Linked DNA regions of Mus musculus: region 1 is linked to region 2. A link is a contact called in public HiChIP or PLAC-seq data. All regions are on one chromosome and are shown on one strand. Each heading gives the region's core, a stretch centred on a gene start, on an enhancer-like site or on the middle of the called end of the contact. The rest is flanking DNA. Distances are from core to core; before and after follow the strand shown.

What was found. HiChIP or PLAC-seq counts read pairs in DNA pulled down with a chosen protein or histone mark.
Region 1: a FOXA1 HiChIP or PLAC-seq map of pancreatic cancer cells shows a contact between it and region 2. The contact joins two enhancer-like sites. A contact is called at or near these places in 1 of 15 datasets of contacts at CTCF or cohesin (the NIH/3T3 cell line) and 1 of 115 datasets of contacts at active chromatin or transcription factors (pancreatic cancer cells).

Annotation. Positions count from the first base shown.
Region 1 is chr17:75,889,678-75,894,811 of GRCm38.p6, forward strand. No RefSeq gene overlaps it. Among named protein-coding and RNA genes, the nearest start is that of Gm4710, 31 kb to the left of the region's middle. Within about 2 kb of position 2,539, at least 12 of the 459 cell types and tissues checked have an H3K27ac peak or open chromatin away from gene starts, as enhancers often do. A contact at or near this core is called in pancreatic cancer cells, where this site is marked.
Region 2 is chr17:75,140,780-75,145,695 of GRCm38.p6, forward strand. All of the region lies in intron 3 of Ltbp1 (latent transforming growth factor beta binding protein 1), which reads left to right. Among named protein-coding and RNA genes, the nearest start is that of Ltbp1, 140 kb to the left of the region's middle. Within about 2 kb of position 3,597, at least 15 of the 459 cell types and tissues checked have an H3K27ac peak or open chromatin away from gene starts, as enhancers often do. A contact at or near this core is called in pancreatic cancer cells, where this site is marked.

The DNA.
Region 1 (5,134 bases), core at 1,289-3,788, 750 kb after region 2:
GGTTGAATAAAGATGCCTATAGCCTGAAGCTGGGCAGAAGAGAAGCATGCAGGGCTTCGGTTCCTGGGCTTAGTTAGGGTCTGAGCCAGAGAGCAGGGGGAGAGGAGGGAAGAGAGGAGGAAAGAAGAGGACACAATGAGGTAGGTCGATCGTGGGAACATGGTTAGTTGGAGTAGGAGTGTCCCAGGCTCCTACTTGGCAAGTTATATCTAGGGGTTCTTGATGGGAGAGTAGACAAAAAAGACGTTGGATTGAGATATGACCAGCTGTAGTGCTTTTAAAGTTTATTATAAATATAAAAGTTTTGTGTCTTTTATTTGATCAAATAATGGTCAAAGGTGGGGAAGAACCCCCCAATTAGTTTTTTACTACAATGCATGAATGTGGCTTCTGAGAATCTAAGCCTCAGTTTACATGTTTTCATGGCAGTGCTTCATCTGCCAAGCCATCTCCCCAGCCAGGGGTGAATAGTTTAATTACATGTGACACTCAATATGGGTTTGTGACTCAAACAAATGTTCTCTGAGTGTGAGATGGAGTGACAGGGGAGAAGTCCCTAGGGGGACTGGTTGGTTCCTTCTCAGTTCTCACAACTCAGTCTGTGACAACTGGTGTATTAAACTTCCTTGACCATGTCTTGACTAACTTTCTTTTTGGTGTGGTGGCTACTTAAGAAAGCTGCCTGCAAAAGGAGACTGACACTAATAAAAGTAGAAAGAAATCTCTTAAAAGGAAATAGTATCAGAAGAGAAGAGAAAATATAAAATAAATGATGTATCATCATTTAACTTAGAAACAGAAAAAAAATGAAGCTCTGAAGATTTTTTTTGTCATAATGAATAAGCTCATAAACCAAATTTATGTTGTCATCCTTTATAGAAAAGTATCTGAATCTTAACAGAAGAGACATGATGGGCCTGTGTGTAAAAGGAGAATGCAAAGAAATATTCCATTTGGGTTTGAATCAGAACCATAAACAATAAATGGTGAGAGAAAGGCTACCCAGGTCAAATCACCTGAGCGTGTTAGAGAAAGTACCCAAGGAGCTAAAGGGGTCTACAACCCTATAGGTGGAACAAAAATATGGACTAACCAGTACCCCCCAGAGCTCGTGTCTCTAGCTGCATATGTATCAGAAGATGGTCTAGTCTGCCATCATTGGAAAGAGAGGCCCATTGGTCTTGCAAACTTTATATACTTCAGTACAGGAGAACGCCGGGGCCAAGAAGTGGGAGTGGGTGGGTAGGGGAGTGGGGGGAGGGTATGGGGGGGCTTTTGGGATAGCATTGGAAATGTAAATAAAGAAAATAACTAATAAAAAAAAGCAGGGCTTTCTCTCCCTGGTGACAACAAAGGAAATCACATGGACTTAAATGTGGTGTTGCTGCACTGGAGAAGGAGATAGCCAAATGGTAGGGACCTGAAAGTGGAAGGATGCCCATCTGCAGAACCATCAGAAAAAGTCCAAACCCAACTGAGACCTTTCTATCTTATTGATATCTTATTAATTGACACCTTAGTAAAAAAATAACCAGTCAATCCTGCCTGGATTTCTGACTTAGATACTGTTGTCCTTTGTCAAGGTGTGGACATGGATGTGAACATAATGGGCCAAATTTAGCCACCTGTGCCCTCTAAGTCCCAGGTGGATTAGTGCAGTAGCTATGTACACCTTCTTCTGAGAGCAGCGAAACAGAATCATCCTTTCTACCTCTGATCCAGGTAAAAGGGTGTATGCTATGAAAACTGGAGTTCCATGGGAAAGCTGCTCTGGCCACTGGTTGCCACAGTGAGCCACAGAAAGATGTTAACTGTATCTACAGAAGGACACCAAACAGTCTTTGTTCTAGTGAATTGCTTTTGGACTGAAGTTAGATCAATAATGCTACAAACAAAGTCAGTCATTAGAGAAAAAAGTCAATAGTAATGTATTGTGAAATCTCCATTGCTTTACTATAATTCATTTTGGGGGACTCTTTTTATCATAATCTCTGAGTTTAGCTGTTCAGCCATAATAACGTGGGTTGTGTCAGTCTTGAGTGGGTTTCAATTGCATAAGTCCTGAACTGACTTGGCGCCCATCCTTGTGCTTAGTCATCAAGCAAGAAAGCAAACAAAGGGTTTTTGCAGAAGTCATGGAGGAAGCTTGGCTTTCATACAAGAGAGTGGTCATATGTGGGGAAAGGATGGTGGCAGTAGAGAGAACAGAATAAAGAAATGACCTCACGGACCAAACACCTGAATGCTGCTCCCATTCCCACCGTGGACATGCTAGACAGTCTTGTGATTTTTATGATTTAATACCTTTAATCTGTGTGTTTAAGTGTGTACATGTATGTATGTATGTATGTATGTATGTATGTATGTATGTATGTAAATATTTGTATGCGAGCCTGCATTTGTTTGTCAATGTAGGCATGTGTCCCACAGTATACATGTGAAAATGAGCATACAACCTCAAGGGTTAGTCCTTACCTGTTATCTTGTTTGAGACAGAGTCTTTTTCTTTTGTTTGCTATCCACATCTGCATAGCCCTTGGTAGCTGGCCTGAAAGATTCTGGAATTACCACCTCACCACAGGCGTATTGGCATTGAGGACACATACTACCTTGCTTAGCTTTATATGGGCTCTGGGCAGCTGAACTAAAGTCTTCAAGCTTGGGCAGCAAGCACTTTATCCACTGAGTCACCTCCCCAGCCCTGATTTTATTATTTTGGCTCAGCTCCCCGAGCGTCTCCATTTCCCTATCTGTGGAATGTTTATTTTAAGTAGGGGAATCAGAGGGCAAATCTAGATATAATCAACTGAATCCACACTCCATCAGCGATGTGAAGGAAACAGAGTGCTCAGGTACAGAGATTGGCCCAGTTACCTGATAGACAAAGAATAGCATTCAGGGCATGATTTAACCATTTCAATGTGACATAACAGTTGACGGTGAATTCATGCCTGATGGCAGAGTAGGTTAGGTATTGAGAGTTAGAGGAGTAGTTGAACATTTCTATTTATCTGTACAACCTTGATCATTAGATTTTCTAAACTTAAAAAACTGAAAAAAATGAACAGAGGTGAATTTTGACTAGATGCTGTGATTTTGCAAGCCTCCCTTAGAGTGCAGTTGACAATGATCTATAAACCAATACTGTTGATTGTTTCTAATGTCCATTCGATTAACAATTAATAAAAATAGCTTTTAATGTAATAATTCTGATGCCATTACCTTATGCAAATATTTCCTATCATAATTATGGCGAACAAGTAAGAAATGATCAAATCTCTACATTTGGTCAATTAGTGAGTTTGAGAGTAGAATTTTTATGGATAATTACTACAAAGTACCTTAGACTACAGAGTTCTAAAAATGGGCCATATTAACAGGACAGTGACCCCTTAAGCCATTGCAATGTTGCAATGGAAACATCTATGTCTATGATGGGTGGACATAATGTCTCTAAATTTAGATAAAAGCTTCCTTTCTCTCTTGTTTCATTTATCATAGCTTTTTTGCTTTTTTTTTTTTTTACAGTATTTTAAAGGCTGATACAAAAAAAAAAAAAAAGGACATGAGATCTTTAAAACACAAAATTGCAATCCATTGTCCTGTTTTCAATTGTGTTCTGGTTTAGACTTTTTTAGAGGAGGCTGTTTCTTTAAACTCTCTCTTGCCCTATTTGAGATTAATCTGCGGCAACACCTGCTAATATAACTGGACCTTCCATGGCACTAATGTGAATCACTTAGCTATTTAAAAAATGAGAGGGAGTAGCTTTCACCCCTTTGGCCATGTGCTAGGTTTAAACACTTACTTTGTCAAACCTTAGCAGGCAGCCTAAGTGAGGGCACTGCAGAGGAGATGATGAACAGACCTGAGAAAGCTGCAAGCATCTATGACACCCCTGAAGGTGAAATTCACCAAACTCCTGCTGTTTCAGTTTCTAAAAGTGAACACAGATTTTGGCACTGCTTAAACCCACCTTTCCCCCTCAAACCTTACAGAATCGAGGGGAAGAGAAAGGCAGAGAATTGGAACAGATGCTGACACAGCTGGAGACAGACCCTGAAATATATAATTGTACCCAATTTAGTTACTAAATGTGGGGTGCTTATAGACACTGTGTTGTTAAAGAAGTAATAGACTTTTTATTGCCACTAAGGCTGAAATGAGCAAGTCTTTTGATCATTTTGCCTAGATTAACTGGTAATGAATCAATTAGCAAACACTAAGTTCAGACTGTCACCTAGTTAGTAATTGGTGTATAAATCCACCATCACAGTAAAAAGGGTCTAGTATCTATGTAAGATATCTCTCTCTTCTCTCTCTCTCTTTCTTCTCTCTCTCTCTCTCTCTCTCTCTCTCTCTCTCTCTCACACACACACACACACACACACACACACACACACATACACACACACACACACACACACACACACACACACACAGAAGGGGTTTGCGGGAAGGAGAGGGGCATGAATGCACACACACACATCACACATACACATGTACACATGTGCACATACACCATATATATTAAGTAAAACTTATAGCTATTCGTTGTGTGTGTTTAATATATGTAAGCCCAGGGGAGTTTTGCCTCTGCCTGTGGGTTGTGGAGTTCAGTTGTAAGCCATTAAGAGTCAGTGCTCTTCTTCCACTATGACATTTCAGGGATTTATCTCAGGTCGCCAGGCTTTTGTAGCAAGTGATTTCCATTGCTGAGTTGTCCCACCAGTCCTCAAGCATATATTTTCGCATATCTATGCATGCTTAGTTTTGCAAGTGTATGGTACCTTTTATATCTTATTCAGTACTAAAAATACAGATTAAATGACTAAGGCCAATTTTTATATAAAAGGAATACTCCCTGTATTAGTCTTATGGTTGACCCCCCCCCCATGTTTACATTTGTGAATTCAACCATAACAGATAAAACATACTAAAGGAAAAAGATGATGTGCACTGAATATACACTTTTCTCTTGTCACTGTAAGCCTTACACTGGAACAACATTTGCATAGTGCTTCTATTGGACTAATTTCAGATGATTAAGTAGGTACAAGAGCGTGTACCAAGGCTATATACATATTCTAAATCATACTATGAAAGAACCATGACTATTGTGGACTTTTCTATC
Region 2 (4,916 bases), core at 2,347-4,846:
AGAAGGAGAGTGCTGGGAGGTAATCCCATCATAGTGAGCAAGCATCTGTATTAACACAGACTTGTTATAAGGAAATGGCTAGTGATTCCAGAGGCTAGTGAGTCTGTATGTGATGGTGGGATGGCCTGGGACCTCAGCAGAACTGGAAACTTCAGTCACAAGTGGCAACCCAAACCTACCAATGTCATGGAGAAAGCCCAGTGGCAATTGGCTGAATTCTCTTCTGTTCACGGATATTGTAATTGGTTTGTCCTTTCCTAACCAGGGATGCCTTTGTGAGGCTGGTGAAGACCCACCACACATATCAAAGTTGTTCTTATTCAGAACACACCAATTTCAATGTTACCATTACCTCAAATTTTGTCTGAGTTGACAAAGAAAATACACTATCACAGAGGGGGACAAAGTCTTTCCTTCTATTGACCGATTTAAGTATAATACATTATGGAAATCTTCTAGAGTTACTATTTTTTTTTTCAAATGAAATGATAGATGTAAGTGTATTAGCAAAGAAAATCTGGTGTGTTCTTCTTATGCTAAGTTTTTCATCTTTGACTAATGGTCTGACATCCAACTGTCTCATTAGACCTCTGATCCTCCTGGTCTCCAATGATGACACTTTCTATCTATCTATCTATCTATCTATCTATCTATCTATCTATCTATCTATCTATCTATCTATCTATCTATCTATCCGTCCGTCTATCAATCTATCTTTTGGTATTATCTATCTTTGGCATTGCCCTTGATCTCATTGTTTTCTTCCTGGCTTGTTTTTGTCTCCATGCCATTGCTTTCTACTTTCTTGTTATTTATTTATTCATTTGTTCATTTATTTTACCTGATTCGGATTTCGCTTTTACTTTCACTCATTATGTGGCAACGGACAGCAGTCAGATGGAACCTTTCTGCTTCCCTGTGTAGTCGGCACTATGAATTTATATTTTGATAGTTGATTTTGTAGCATTTCATGATTTTAGCATGCTGTATTTCCATTTCCTCTTGGCTAAGAATAATTCTCATTGTGATCCTTTTACCCCCTCTGGTTCACTGGCTGTTTTCTTAGGTAGGATTATTTTTGCTGTGAAGAACACCATGACCAAAAGCAAATTGAGGAGGAGAGGGTTTATGTAGCATACAATTCCAAATTTCAGTCCATTGTTGAAGGAAGCCTGGACAGGAACTCAAGCTAGACAGGAACCTGGAGGCAGGAGCTGATGCAGAGGCCATGGATGGGTGCTACTTACTGGCTTGCTCAGCCTGCCTTCTTATAGAACCCAGGACCACTACCCCAAGGATGACACTACCCACAGTGGGCTGGGTCCTCCTGTATCCATCACTAATTAGGAAAATGTGCTACAGCTAGATCTTAGGAAGGCATTTTTTTTTAAATTGAAGTTCTCTCCTCTCAGATGTGTGTCAAGGTAACATAAAACTGTCCAACACAGTTGTACTATACTGTATAAATACTCAGTCTCCAATGATTTGGGTCTTTCACAGGGCTTTTTGCTATCCATTTCTGACTTAATTCCATTATGGCTAGAACAAGACGTTTTGTAAGACTCGAATCTTTTAAAAATTTATCAAAACTCAAGATATGTCTTAGAATATGGTCTGTATTGGTCAATATGCTGCATATTCTGATTCTGCTCTAAGTGCATATAGAGTTGCATAAATGTTGGCCTGCTAGAGCTGGTTGTTGCTGCAGCTGGAGGCTTATCCGTCTGCATTTCCTATGTGCTCTGTAAACGTGTGTCTAAAACCTGCAACTTTTAGACTGTTTTTCTTTGACCAAGGCATTTTTTAAAAAATGGGTTTTCTGACTTGCATTTTGATGTCCTGCCATTCAGAGCCCAACAGGCAGGGTTGCTATGTTGTCTTGATGAGTTAACCCTTTCCCTGATGGGTCAAGCCTACTTGGTCTTTGGTAAGAGTGTCAGCTCTGAAATCAATTCTTCTGCTATGAGTGTGAATGCTCTAGCTCTTTCAGTTCTTCTTGTCCTTGTAATGTTTCGCCAGCAAAACACACTCGGACAACCAGATCCTTCTACGGCAAAGCTTTATTGCTTACTTATCAGGAAGACCTCGAATACAGGAAACTCAGTCCTTTTATAACCCACAAAGAGCGGTTGGAGAAGTGTCAGCTCCTGATTAGCTGCTCACTATCAGCCCAGATGACTGCCACGGGACAGGCAGGGCACAAGGCATGAAAAAATACCCCAGCATCATGCGCAGACTACTTGTTTACTAGTTAGAACACGGGATATCAGTGCCATCTTGTAATGGCGATTGCAAGGGCGGCTCCTCACAAGTTCTGATGACCTGTCACACCCTTTCCTGGCCACTCTGTTTGTCCCAGTGTTTTGGTGGCTCTTTTGCAGGTAGCCTCTGACTTTACACTGAATTGTTCAGGACTTTTGTGTTTTTCAAGCATGTAGAGAAAGGGAAGTGCTGCTACCTGCTCTGTACAAAAGCTGTTGCTGGTTTAGCTTCCAAAGAAGGGGCTGTACTCCCTGGAATCTTTCAAAAAATTACATATTCGTGTATTATGAATGTGTGTGTGTGTGTGTGTGTTTGCATGTGCCACAGAGTGTGTGCGGAGGTCAGAGGACATCTTGTCAGAGTTGGTTCATTCCTTTTCTCATGTGGGTCCTGGGGTCTTTAACTCAGGTAGTCAAGTCTGGTGGCAAGTACCTTTATTCATGGAACCATTTCACCTGTACCTACCTACCTCCTATAGTGTGTTCTCCATAGCAAAACACAGCTGCCGCCACCACCACCACCACCACCACCACCATCACCACAACCTCCTGCTTTCTCTGATTCTTTGGTTTATGTTACCTTCACGGTGTTTTTTATGTTTTATTTTTCTGGAATACTTCAATTCTGGTGTGTTTTGGTACCATCAGTATGTTTCATGCTATCTATTAGTCTCTTCAGTAATAGCCTCTGGCTTCTTACTTATTTGGGTTCAATTGGTGATTTTGTATGAATGGGTCGCCGTCAGGTGGTATCCCCTCAATGGTTTCCATTGCCCCTGACAACCCTGTGAGTACTCCCTGGAGAAGCTCATCCCTTAAGCCACTGTTGACATCTTCTCTTTGTTCTAGTGTCTTCTCTTCTGGAGTAGCAATCACCCACACTTGCTGGAAACTGAAGGCAGCAGGGTCCCCATGATGGCTTGGATTCTGTAGTCAGACGCCGGCCTGAGGGACCTGAGCTGACTTCTTGAGCCTTTGCTCTCCATCATTTATCCCTCATCTGCTTTTTCTCCCACTGCTTACAGACTCCAGGATGCTCTCCATAGGTGAAAGGGTCAGATAGTATCAGACGGACCTTTTGTGGGAAACATTTTATGGCTGGCTGGGGGTTCCCCTGTGTGAGGCCCAGACTCCTTGTCTGAAGTGGAAAGTGCTGCATCTTTTGCCAGATCCTCCCACCCGCTCACAGGTCAAATAATGGCTTTAGTTAGAAATACGGAAAAGTTTAGTTAATCCCTGCACCAAAACTTGCCACTAGGAAGGCAGCAGTGTAAACAGCGTGTGACTAATCCTTTCTTCAGAAGAGAGCAGTTCTGTGCAATTGTTTGCCCCGTGTTTACGAAGACACAGAGGTTTCCATAGATGCAGATCTCTGAGCAGCCGGCTATCCCCCGCCCCACTGTCTCCTTCTCCTTTCTGCTCCTTTTCTTCCCTACTGGCATTCCCTCCATTCCTCCGACCCCCTTCTGGTACTGCTGCCATACTGTCTGTGTGGCCAGTGACCTGCTACCAAACCCGATGGCCTTTGCTAATTCTGTGTATCTTGCTTCTTTGCAGCAATTTGTAAATAATCTTCTCTCCCTTCCTTTTTGAAACCCTTTCCTGCTCAATATTTCTAGACCTATATACTGTGTGGTTTTTAATCTCTTCTGATCCTCTATCTCTTCTCTTTATGTCCTATCTATCTGCCTATCTACCTGTCCACCCATCTGCCTATCTATCTATCTATCTATCTATCTATCTATCTATCTATCTATCTATCTATCTATCATCTATCTACCTATCTATCTTCATCATCATCATTTAAATGAGTCTTGGTTTATTCTGAGTTCCATATACAATGATTCTCAAGTTCACTACAAAACTAAGAGAATGGAGATGTGGCTCAGTTGGTAGAGTGCTTGAATACCACACATGAAGCTTTGGGTTTGAATCCCAGCAATGCAGAAGCCGAGTGATTTTGAACATACTTGTAAATCCAGTAGGAGTGTGTGTGGGGTGGAAGAACCTGAAACTAGATAGATCACGGACTCTGTGGGAGGAGCTGTTTTCTTAAATACGAGTCTTGTACTCTTTCAGAGGACATGAAGATTTATGCCATCCTTAACTGTATGCCAGAAAGCAGAGAAGTTAGGCTGCCAACCAAGTGTGATTCACCCTCCTCAAAACTGTGAATGGGTCTCACATAGCCAAGGTTGGCCTTGAACTCATATAGCAGAGGATGTCCCGGAACTTGTACCTTTTGATCTCCCACCTGTGGGACTAGATAGGTATGTGCTATCACAGTCAACGTCTGTGCTGTTGGGGTACAGGTCAGAGGAGATCCCAGCACTGAAGGGGGAAGTTGACACTAAGTCCCACCCCTAACTAAGAAGCTCATTGCAGCTGATGCCAGTGGGTAAGGGAAAAATCCGGTTTCTCCAATGGAGTGTCACTGAATATGTCAACCACATGTCCGAGAAAGATTCTCTACCCAGTAGTAGCTGGACAACACAAAGCAGACCCCATGTTTGTCTTTTTCTGTACTGTTTTGTTTTGTCTTGGACACTTTTTTCTTTGTCTCTTTGTTTTAGTTCTGATTTTGACTTTTGATTTTTTCTGAGAGAGAGAATGAAGATGACATTGGGTAGGTAAGGAGGTAGGGAGGATCTGGGA